2 separate regions of the Drosophila melanogaster genome follow, and region 1 is linked to region 2. The links are chromatin contacts, called in public targeted proximity ligation maps. All regions are on one chromosome and are shown on one strand. The core of a region is the stretch at or near the end of the contact, and the rest is flanking DNA. Distances in the headings are between cores, read along the strand shown.

Region 1 (4,374 bases), core at 646-3,145, 550 kb before region 2:
GCATCCAATAAACACGGCCGCCAACATGCAGAGCGACTTTCACAGAATGAAGAACTTTGCCAATCCCAAGTCCATGTTCAAAGTAATACTCTCAGTGCGCCTGTCGCTAAGCCAAGCTAATCTAATCTTCTGATTCCCCTTCCCATCCATTGCCATCTTCTCCCGCAGACCAGCGCCCCCAGCACCGAGCAGGGTCGTCCGGAACCACCAACTTCGGCTGCAGCGCCCGCCGAGGCTAAGGATGTCAAGCCCAAGGAGGACCCACAGGAGACTGGTGAACCAGCAGGCAACACTGCAACCACTACTGCTCCTGCCGGCGACGATGCTGTGCGCACCGAGCATTTATACAAACACCCGCTCATGAATGTCTGGACGCTGTGGTACCTTGAAAACGATCGGTCCAAGTCCTGGGAGGACATGCAAAACGAGATCACCAGCTTCGATACCGTCGAGGACTTCTGGAGCCTATACAACCACATCAAGCCCCCATCAGAGATCAAGCTGGGTAGTGACTACTCGCTATTCAAGAAGAACATTCGGTGGGTTTGCTGTTTATTGCAATTCTGCCAAGATAACCTTTACTAACTGATATCTCATTTGCAGTCCCATGTGGGAGGATGCAGCCAACAAACAGGGCGGTCGTTGGGTCATTACCCTTAACAAAAGCTCCAAGACCGATCTGGATAACCTATGGCTCGATGTGGTAAGTGCACAAAGAAACGAGTGGTGAGCGGATGGTCTATTTATAGTGAATGTACATTCTTGAAATGCAAAAATATAGAAATAGGTGTATGATTTTGCAATATAAATTATAACTTATAGAAAATATCAGCTAAAAATACGCTAGTGCTAGCTTTTGTCTTAGGAACATTCAATAGTGAGCTTATATCATAAATATTTTTCGCATATGAGTAACTACAACTGTTTTGCCTTCCAGCTGCTCTGCCTGATTGGTGAGGCCTTCGATCACTCTGATCAGATCTGCGGCGCTGTTATAAACATTCGCGGCAAGAGCAACAAGATATGTAAGTTTTCACGCACACCCAACTTCAGCGGAATTCCTTTGTTTAACGATTAATGCTTTCCAGCCATCTGGACTGCCGACGGAAACAACGAGGAAGCTGCCCTTGAGATTGGTCACAAGCTGCGCGATGCCCTGCGTCTGGGACGCAACAACTCGCTGCAGTATCAGTTGCACAAGGACACGATGGTCAAGCAGGGCTCCAACGTGAAATCGATCTACACTTTGTAGGCGGCTAATAACTGGCCGCTCCTTATTCGGTCCGATCCCACACTGATTATTTTGTCTTTCATTTATTTATCGTTATAAGCAACAGTAGCGATTAATCGTGACTATTGTCTAAGACCCGCGTAACGAAACCGAAACGGAACCCCCTTTGTTATCAAAAATCGGCATAATATAAAATCTATCCGCTTTTTGTAGTCACTGTCAATAATGGATTAGACGGAAAAGTATATTAATAAAAACCTACATTAAAACCGGATACTTTTGATCTTTGATTTTGGAGATATTTTAAAATAGAAAAAAGTTAACCTATATTGTTTTTGGGATAATTACTTGTTGTATTACTAAAACGAGCTTGTATCCTAATATGGGCACCTAAAGCAAAACTTCCAAATTTGGAATTCAATTTGTTGCTAAAAATACGTTAGCAATTTCTAGGGTGGCCAAAAAAAAATGTGTATCGATATATCGATAGGTTTCCTAAATAGACATTAAAATAATTTTAGCTTTTTACTTATATTGTTAGAGTAAATACGTTTGTATTTAAAAAATAAGTCAGTATTTTTTTTTTATTAACCTATTATTGAATTTTATATGAGTGAGAGCTTTTCCATTCAGCCAAGAACGGTCACACTGCATGTGACATGTTTCAATTGTGTAGGCGCAGTCACACTGGTCGCGTCGCTCGTAGATATCGTGTAAGGATATGTCTCCGTGTTTAGCTAAATAAAATACATAAAATATATGTGCAATTCTAACAAGCATAGCCATTTAGCGTAGAGTAGTGGAACGAACAGCTCGTACCGGGCCAGTAACAACAAATTAACAAGCAAACGCACTAAAGTTTGTCGCGGAATAAAGATATAATAATAGACCAGCTAACCAACACAAACAAACACACACACGGCCAGAAGTTCGTTGGCGTTGAAAGGGAAAAATGAAACGAAATGAAAGGAGAATAACAGTGCAATAGATTCGGTTTACATTGTGCAAAAAATCGAAGTAGCCCCTGCCAACAGGGTCGCTAAAAATAAAGAAGGCGACAGCCTCTGTTTATCGTTGGGAATAAACAAATATATGGCCAGCGGAGGAGAATCATAACAAAGGCGCAAGACTAGCCAGCATAAAAGACAAAGGAGCTCTCCTCCCCCGCGTCCGCCACCCCCCTCCCTTTTTGGGGTTGAAAACCCCCCACGCGTTGCGGTGCAGCATCGCCCCGACTATGCGATACCCTGCAATCGAGTTTATAGTGCTATAGAGAGAGAGAGAGAGAGCGAGTTACGAACAAAATGCCTTGCGACAACGCCAAAACCTCTTCGGATATCGAGCATGTGGATTGGAATTCCGGCCAGCACTATGCGAATGTCAGGTGAGTTTTGAATGCCCTTGATATGGCCAAAAAAAAAGGAATCCTATAAGTTATTCAAGTACACCAAAGAACAAAAAAAAAAGTAAAATAAAGAAAAACGAGAAATAAAATAAAATCAAGTGCAAGCACGCAATTGAAAAATCGTGGGATGGTTGACATTCTTCTTGGCATTGTCCATTGTTTATTTATAGCCAGGAAACGGACATGATTTAAATGTTTGATTGTTCGTCGTTTGGGAAATCACAATAATTAAGTTCTCAACGCAGGCTGCAAGTGCTAAAAATCAATGTGTGTTCTTTGCGCCACAATAAACAAATCCAGCTGTCCATACCGACACGCAGATAAGATATACCTTAATCGAAATGAAAACGAAAATAACCCAATTTCAAGCAGCGATTGATTCATTCCCTTAATTTGTTGCTCTGCACCAACATCAACTGTTGAGATCTCAATCGTCGTAATCCCCATCTAACGCCTGCTAATGACAATCATTAGGCAATAGTTAACAACATTGACTTGTACTTACTTACTTACCATACTAGTTCCATGCCGATCGGCAACTTCGATTGAAATGCAAATATGGACACTACGATGCTGGGAAGGTGACAAGATCTTGACGCGAGGCGCCAGCTGTTATCTGTTTATACAATTATAGGTTTATAAATTACGCGCGATTTATTTATATTGCAATCTGACGTGACAGCGGGGCATTGACCATACCCAATACTCTTACGACTTTTAATGAAGCCAATGAGGTCTAAAATGAAGATAAATCATAAATATAATTATATATCAGTCATTGAAGACGTTCTCCATAACTAAAGCAGTTTAATGGTACTGGCTTTTCGATTCACTTAATTCGTATTGTTTGGTATTAGTATTTGTGGCTACCAACTTTTATTTGCCTCATAGATGTTGTATCTTTATCTTTAGTTATTCATCAAATTTTCAATGGAACGCTCTTAAATAAACATATTTACTCAATTGTATTTGAATGTTGAGAAATGCGGCTCTTGCGTAGCTATAATTTATATATGTATGCTCGTATTTTGTGAAATACAGACCGTTCAACACCCCCGATGTCAGTGTGATGAGCCTTATCACCTGGCCATCGCAAATCTAATCTGTCGCCGGAGTGAGTAAATGTGTCTCACTTTGCTGTTATTTCAGGTGTCGTTGTTGAATAAACATTGGCTATTGTATCGGCTTGGGCCATCACGATCAAATATTTGTCGACTATCGTGAAAATGTAAAATGGAGCGTAGCGAAAAACAAACCATTGATAAGAAGCGAATTTTCTCAAGCTTGCATTTCGCATGGGTTTTCCCAAAACAATAGCAATGTGTATACACACACAAACATTCATACATTGCATATGTATGCAAATGTATATTTTTGGTGGCGCCAGTTGGGGGGGTATAACTTTTGCATTAATTGCCTCGAACTTAAACCAGTTGGGTTTTGGACTTTAAAATAAGTTTTACACGCAGAGAGCGCTAAAAAAAAAAAAAAAATAATGCGCAAATTATCAAAAAGCATTCGAACAAAGCAAACGAACAGGCAGCGAAAACAAAGCGCAAAACAGTTGAATTGGACCCCGCCTGACTCCGATTTCCCCCTTCCCCCCTCCACCACCCATCCATCCCTTGGAATCATCCGGTTCCTTGCGCCATGCGAAGATTACTTGTTTCATCTGGTCCGGCGGAGCTGGTGAGGGCGTGGCCCGTTCCGTTGTGTTCGGGCGTGGAATTTAATAAAA
Region 2 (4,502 bases), core at 1,086-3,585:
GAGACTACATCCTCGATTTGATTCCTCTGAATGGGTGTCAAGTGCAGGGAATTTGGTGATTGTCGAGTGCGATCTCCAGAACCCATTCCTCCACAGCCAGTAAAAAACCATAAATTCGCCCAGTCAACTGCATAATTAACAGCACCCGAAGGCAGTAGAGACATTTTAAAATCAACCGGCTATTGGGGGTCAGACAATAAATGCTACAATAACAGCAGTAACAGCAATGGCAACGGGAACAACAGGAACACTTACACCACTAACAACAACAAAAAAAACATTAACAAAAAGTCAACAAAAACAGGAACAACAATAACAGAAACAGAAACAACCAGGCATTGTTCGACTTTTGTTTTATTGCAAACATTCATCGCCATTTGCGTTTTTGCCATAAAAGTTGCTCGTGTTTTGCGGATTGCTGATGTTGCTTTTGCCGTTGAGCAGCGATAAAATCTCTGAAATAAATGCCAAAGAATGACGGTCAGCTGAGGCGGAATCTTGTATACCCTATATACACGGAATCTTGATTTTTTGAAGGTCATAGAAAATATCAAAAAGGTCCCAGTGCAACTGAAATGGTTTGTAAACAAGACAATTAAAAAATACTGTACTGCAAAATGGCTTATACCTTATGAACATAAGCGATGTTAACATCTTTTATATAAGTATAAAATTTGATACACCGTTCTTGCTGATAGAAAAGCTTTTTGTTGTGAAATAATATTATTCTTTTTCTTTAGAATATACTTTGTATAACTTAAAATGAAAGTTCGCAGTTTGTTAGATTTTATTTTGCACACAAAGTAACTACACTGTTTCACTTCATGTCAACACTTCCCCTTTGATCCTTCCTGCTCCCTTTTTCATCTTGAAGTTAATTTATCCTGCGCCCACAACAAAAGGCAAGCACAGCTTGTTAAACATGTAAAGGCAGCACCGATAAAGCCACCAACACCAGAGCTATATATATATATTTGTACGTGTTTGTATGTATTTCTGGATACAAGCTCCAACCTTAGTCAGCAATTTGAAGCGATTCCATGACGACCCCAATGGTCTCGTTTACAAATTAAGCACTTCCAAATGGGCAGCAAATTAATTTTTATTGCGCACAGAGTTATGTAAATTATGGCCAGCACTTCGAGGGCTTGGGGGAAGTAATGTTGGTCTCTTGTTTTCCTTATAGACTAAACAGCTGGCGAAATGCAAAAACTTTGGCAACTTGCTGATATTCTGCCTAAATTCAGTGGGAGAATCTTTTGTTGGAAATTGTCAAAGTTTAGCCAGTTGCGAAATTGACTGGGAATCGGAGGTTTGGAAAAGGGGGGATGATGTCACGCAGACTAAATGGCAGTTTCTATTTAGTGCAGAGCTTTAACCTATATCAGCGGCACAGTTAGTCGCAGCAGTCGCATCATCAGCGCCAACCGGAAACGGAAGTGGCCAACACTTGCCGGCGTCAGTTTCCCTGTGTGTGCGCATGTGTTTGTGCATCTGCGATTATTCGAGGGAGGCTGTCTGCGTGTCTGTGGGACTTAAATTATGTTGCCAGCTTAACGTGGCTGAGATAAGCGCGGCTCGCTTTGATTTTGTCCGCTGCTTCTAGCCAAGTCATTAGCCGGGAATTATGTGTATTTAATTGCAATCATCAGCTAGAAGATTCAACTGGGGCAATGTGTGTGGTTCGGAAGGAGTAGCTTTAGTTGAACCAAGTTTATGGTCGTTATGGCCACCATGTGCTGTTTAATTTACTAACTATCGAGAATTGCAACTTCTCTCTATGTATGAGAAAATTTTAAGTAATTTTAGAAGTTACATCAATAATTAAGTACATTTAACTCGTTGTTTCAGAAAGTAATGGTTCTTGGTCATGGTTCCATTAAAGTTCTTCTTCATCTGAGCCAATTTAATGCTGTCTTCGTGTATTTTTCTGATACCTCTTATATATCCTCTTAGCGTACCAAAAAAAACACGTCTTTCAGAGCAACTTCAGCCATATTTCACCGTGTTGAATATTACAGTTTAGGTGGTACTATATTTTTTGTCCCCATCCCGATGACATTGCCATCTCCTTTCGTGACGTGTGTCGCGTCCTTTTGTGCATGTGGTCGACTTATCATTTATTTATGTGCTTTATTATTATTGTTGCCATTGTTTTTATGCCATTGAAACAATGATCCATGGAAGAGGAAGAGCTCAGATGATTTTCTGTCTGGCTGGCAAATTGAAGTGGCTGCCGGAGCGCAAAAAGAGTGGGTGGAATGGAAATGTTGGGCTGGCTGACATTTCGGAATTACGAGTGCGCTGCTTAAAGTGTCAGTGCTGCCATTGGGAATGCTTTTTGTTAAATAAATTATTTATGGGGCAGGCTGAGAGGCAGGTGTTGTATTCCGCTTCAGCTGGAGACACGTGGCAATGGCCTTTGATGGACCAGAAGAAGAAAAAACCAGGAAGTTTGCATAACCAGGAGAAGGACACTTAAAACCGAAACATTACATATTGTTGTCCTCTATTTTTGCACTTTTCCCACTTGACTCAATGACACCCCGGCAATCAAAAATGGCTCATTAATATGCATAAATAAATTACCGTCGATTTTCGAATCCATCGGCAATTGCAGAACATCAATCAACCGATCGATAAAATAAAAAATGTATTTGCCATAATCAATCAAAGAATATAAATTGGCAATGCAAAGAGTCCATGAATGCCAAGAGGTCAGAATGTCTCAGTTCCGCTCCCCCTTACCCCCTCACTTTTACCACACCCTGCGCTAATTGGCAGTGCAAAGCGAGTGTCCCTGCAACCCACAATCCACCCCCAACGCCCCACCACCCACAGGCCCACTATGTCTGTGGAATCTGCATTCAATTAACGCCGGAAACGCGCGCTAGAAGGAGAAGGGGAAAAGTCGCTGATAAGGACACGGTCACCCAGGAGGAAAAGAGTGCGGCTTTGCTGCAGAGACATGTAATAAATGTTCAACATTCTCGTGCTGCTTTAATTAATACAATTAAATGTCGAGTGTGAATAATTGAAATTGCGCGAGAAGATGACGGAGAATCCCATAAAAGAATTACGCATCGCAGGGGATATTCGAGCTTACTTATGTTTCTCCATGTATACAAAAAAGCGAGTAAATATCAACAAATAAACGATGGAGATGTTTGCTTGAATCAGCTGACAACACATTGGGGATCAGCATAAAAAACCAAACAAATAATTTCATCTTTATACTCGAATTTCGATCGATTCTATAAGTGATTCAAGGTTAAATGCCATTTGAGCTGTTCTCTGATTTTAAGTTGAATTTTCGCAATAAGCTTTCAAGTCAGTAAAGAAAACCCCACAAAGTACAAGGGACAGATTTTATTTACTAAGCCTCTGTGGTAGCCCTTTCAATAGAAATTAAATTTTATTTACCAATCGTTGCAGTTATAAGTTCCGCAACTGCATTCAGGAAGTTTCTAATTCCCTAAGTGCTCTTTCCCGGCCATTTCAAATGTTTTGCGAAATTCCAAAGAAGCTTAAGCAAAGTTGTAAACGCTGGCAAGTCAGAGCACTTCAACTAACTAGAACAACCCGCAACAAGAGCAGCAACACGAACCTGCCAAAGAAAACTTACGCGTTCTGAACTCCATTGTTGTTGCCCTTGTGGGTAGCTGGGTGGTTTGGTGGATCGTTTGGGGTGGTCTACAGGATTTGGTGGGGCTTTTGTGGGCGTGGCCGAGACACTAATTGCCGCCCGGCTACCTGGACTCAGTGCAGCCAGTTCCGGTGATTAAGAATGTAAACCGAAACCAAAACCAACTAGCCAACCTCCAGAGCTACGTGACACGGGACGGCGCAGAGTATCTGCACAGTAACCTGTTGAGCTTGAGATACGCCCGTGTATATATATATGCACGTAATTAAGTATCCGAACTGCTGCAGTAATATTTCATCACGAGATCCTGCTTAGTGTTTTTTCAATTAAAAGTTGTAAATTTTAAATGATGCGACAGCCTCGCCTGCGCAGCTGTGGAGGCTGTGGTAAAAGTTGGACAAACAGGGCCGAGGAAAGTATATAGAATCAGGAGCAGTTGGAAATTAATAAACAGTATGCAATTTTAAACAAGCCAGGCCCAAAATTATGCTCGAGCACCGGTTGACCTGCAAGGCAATGAACCCCGACTAAGGTCATCGTGCACCTAGAGTTCCATTCCACTTCAGGTTCGGCTGGACGGAAAATCTATTATGTAGCTAGCAAGTGGGCTTGGGGTTTTGTTTGCAAGTGCAAGCGCATTATGCAAAAGTTGTTCCCTTGTATTATATTCCATTTTCCGTGCTATTTTCATGGCTTTACCCATTTTTTTATTTTATTTTTTTTTTGGCCGTCATGTAAGGGGCACCGGCTCTTGACGGCGGCTCATGTGGAATAACTGGGTCGTGAGCTCCGGGAAAGCCAAGCTTCCAGCGTGAAAATTGCAATCAATTTTATTATGCTTCCCGGTTGCAGCGCT

What was found.
Region 1: a targeted proximity ligation map of the Kc167 cell line shows a contact between it and region 2, with 2.6 times the contacts expected there. A contact is called at or near these places in 1 of 107 Hi-C or Micro-C datasets (wing imaginal disc) and 1 of 7 datasets of targeted methods (the Kc167 cell line).

Annotation. Positions count from the first base shown.
Region 1 is chr3L:9,396,748-9,401,121 of dm6, reverse strand. CG4080 reads left to right here and starts at 1,895. Exons shown (of 6, transcript NM_001259766.2): 1 at 1,895-2,615. The coding sequence starts at 2,536. It overlaps eIF4E1 (eukaryotic translation initiation factor 4E1), which reads left to right. Exons shown (of 6, transcript NM_168335.2): 2 at 1-82; 3 at 169-539; 4 at 604-703; 5 at 938-1,025; 6 at 1,089-1,504. The coding sequence starts at 26. The coding sequence ends at 1,252.
Region 2 is chr3L:8,843,647-8,848,148 of dm6, reverse strand. lncRNA:CR45823 (long non-coding RNA:CR45823) reads left to right here and starts at 2,335. Exons shown (of 1, transcript NR_133192.1): 1 at 2,335-3,205. All of the region lies in intron 1 of dally (division abnormally delayed), which reads right to left.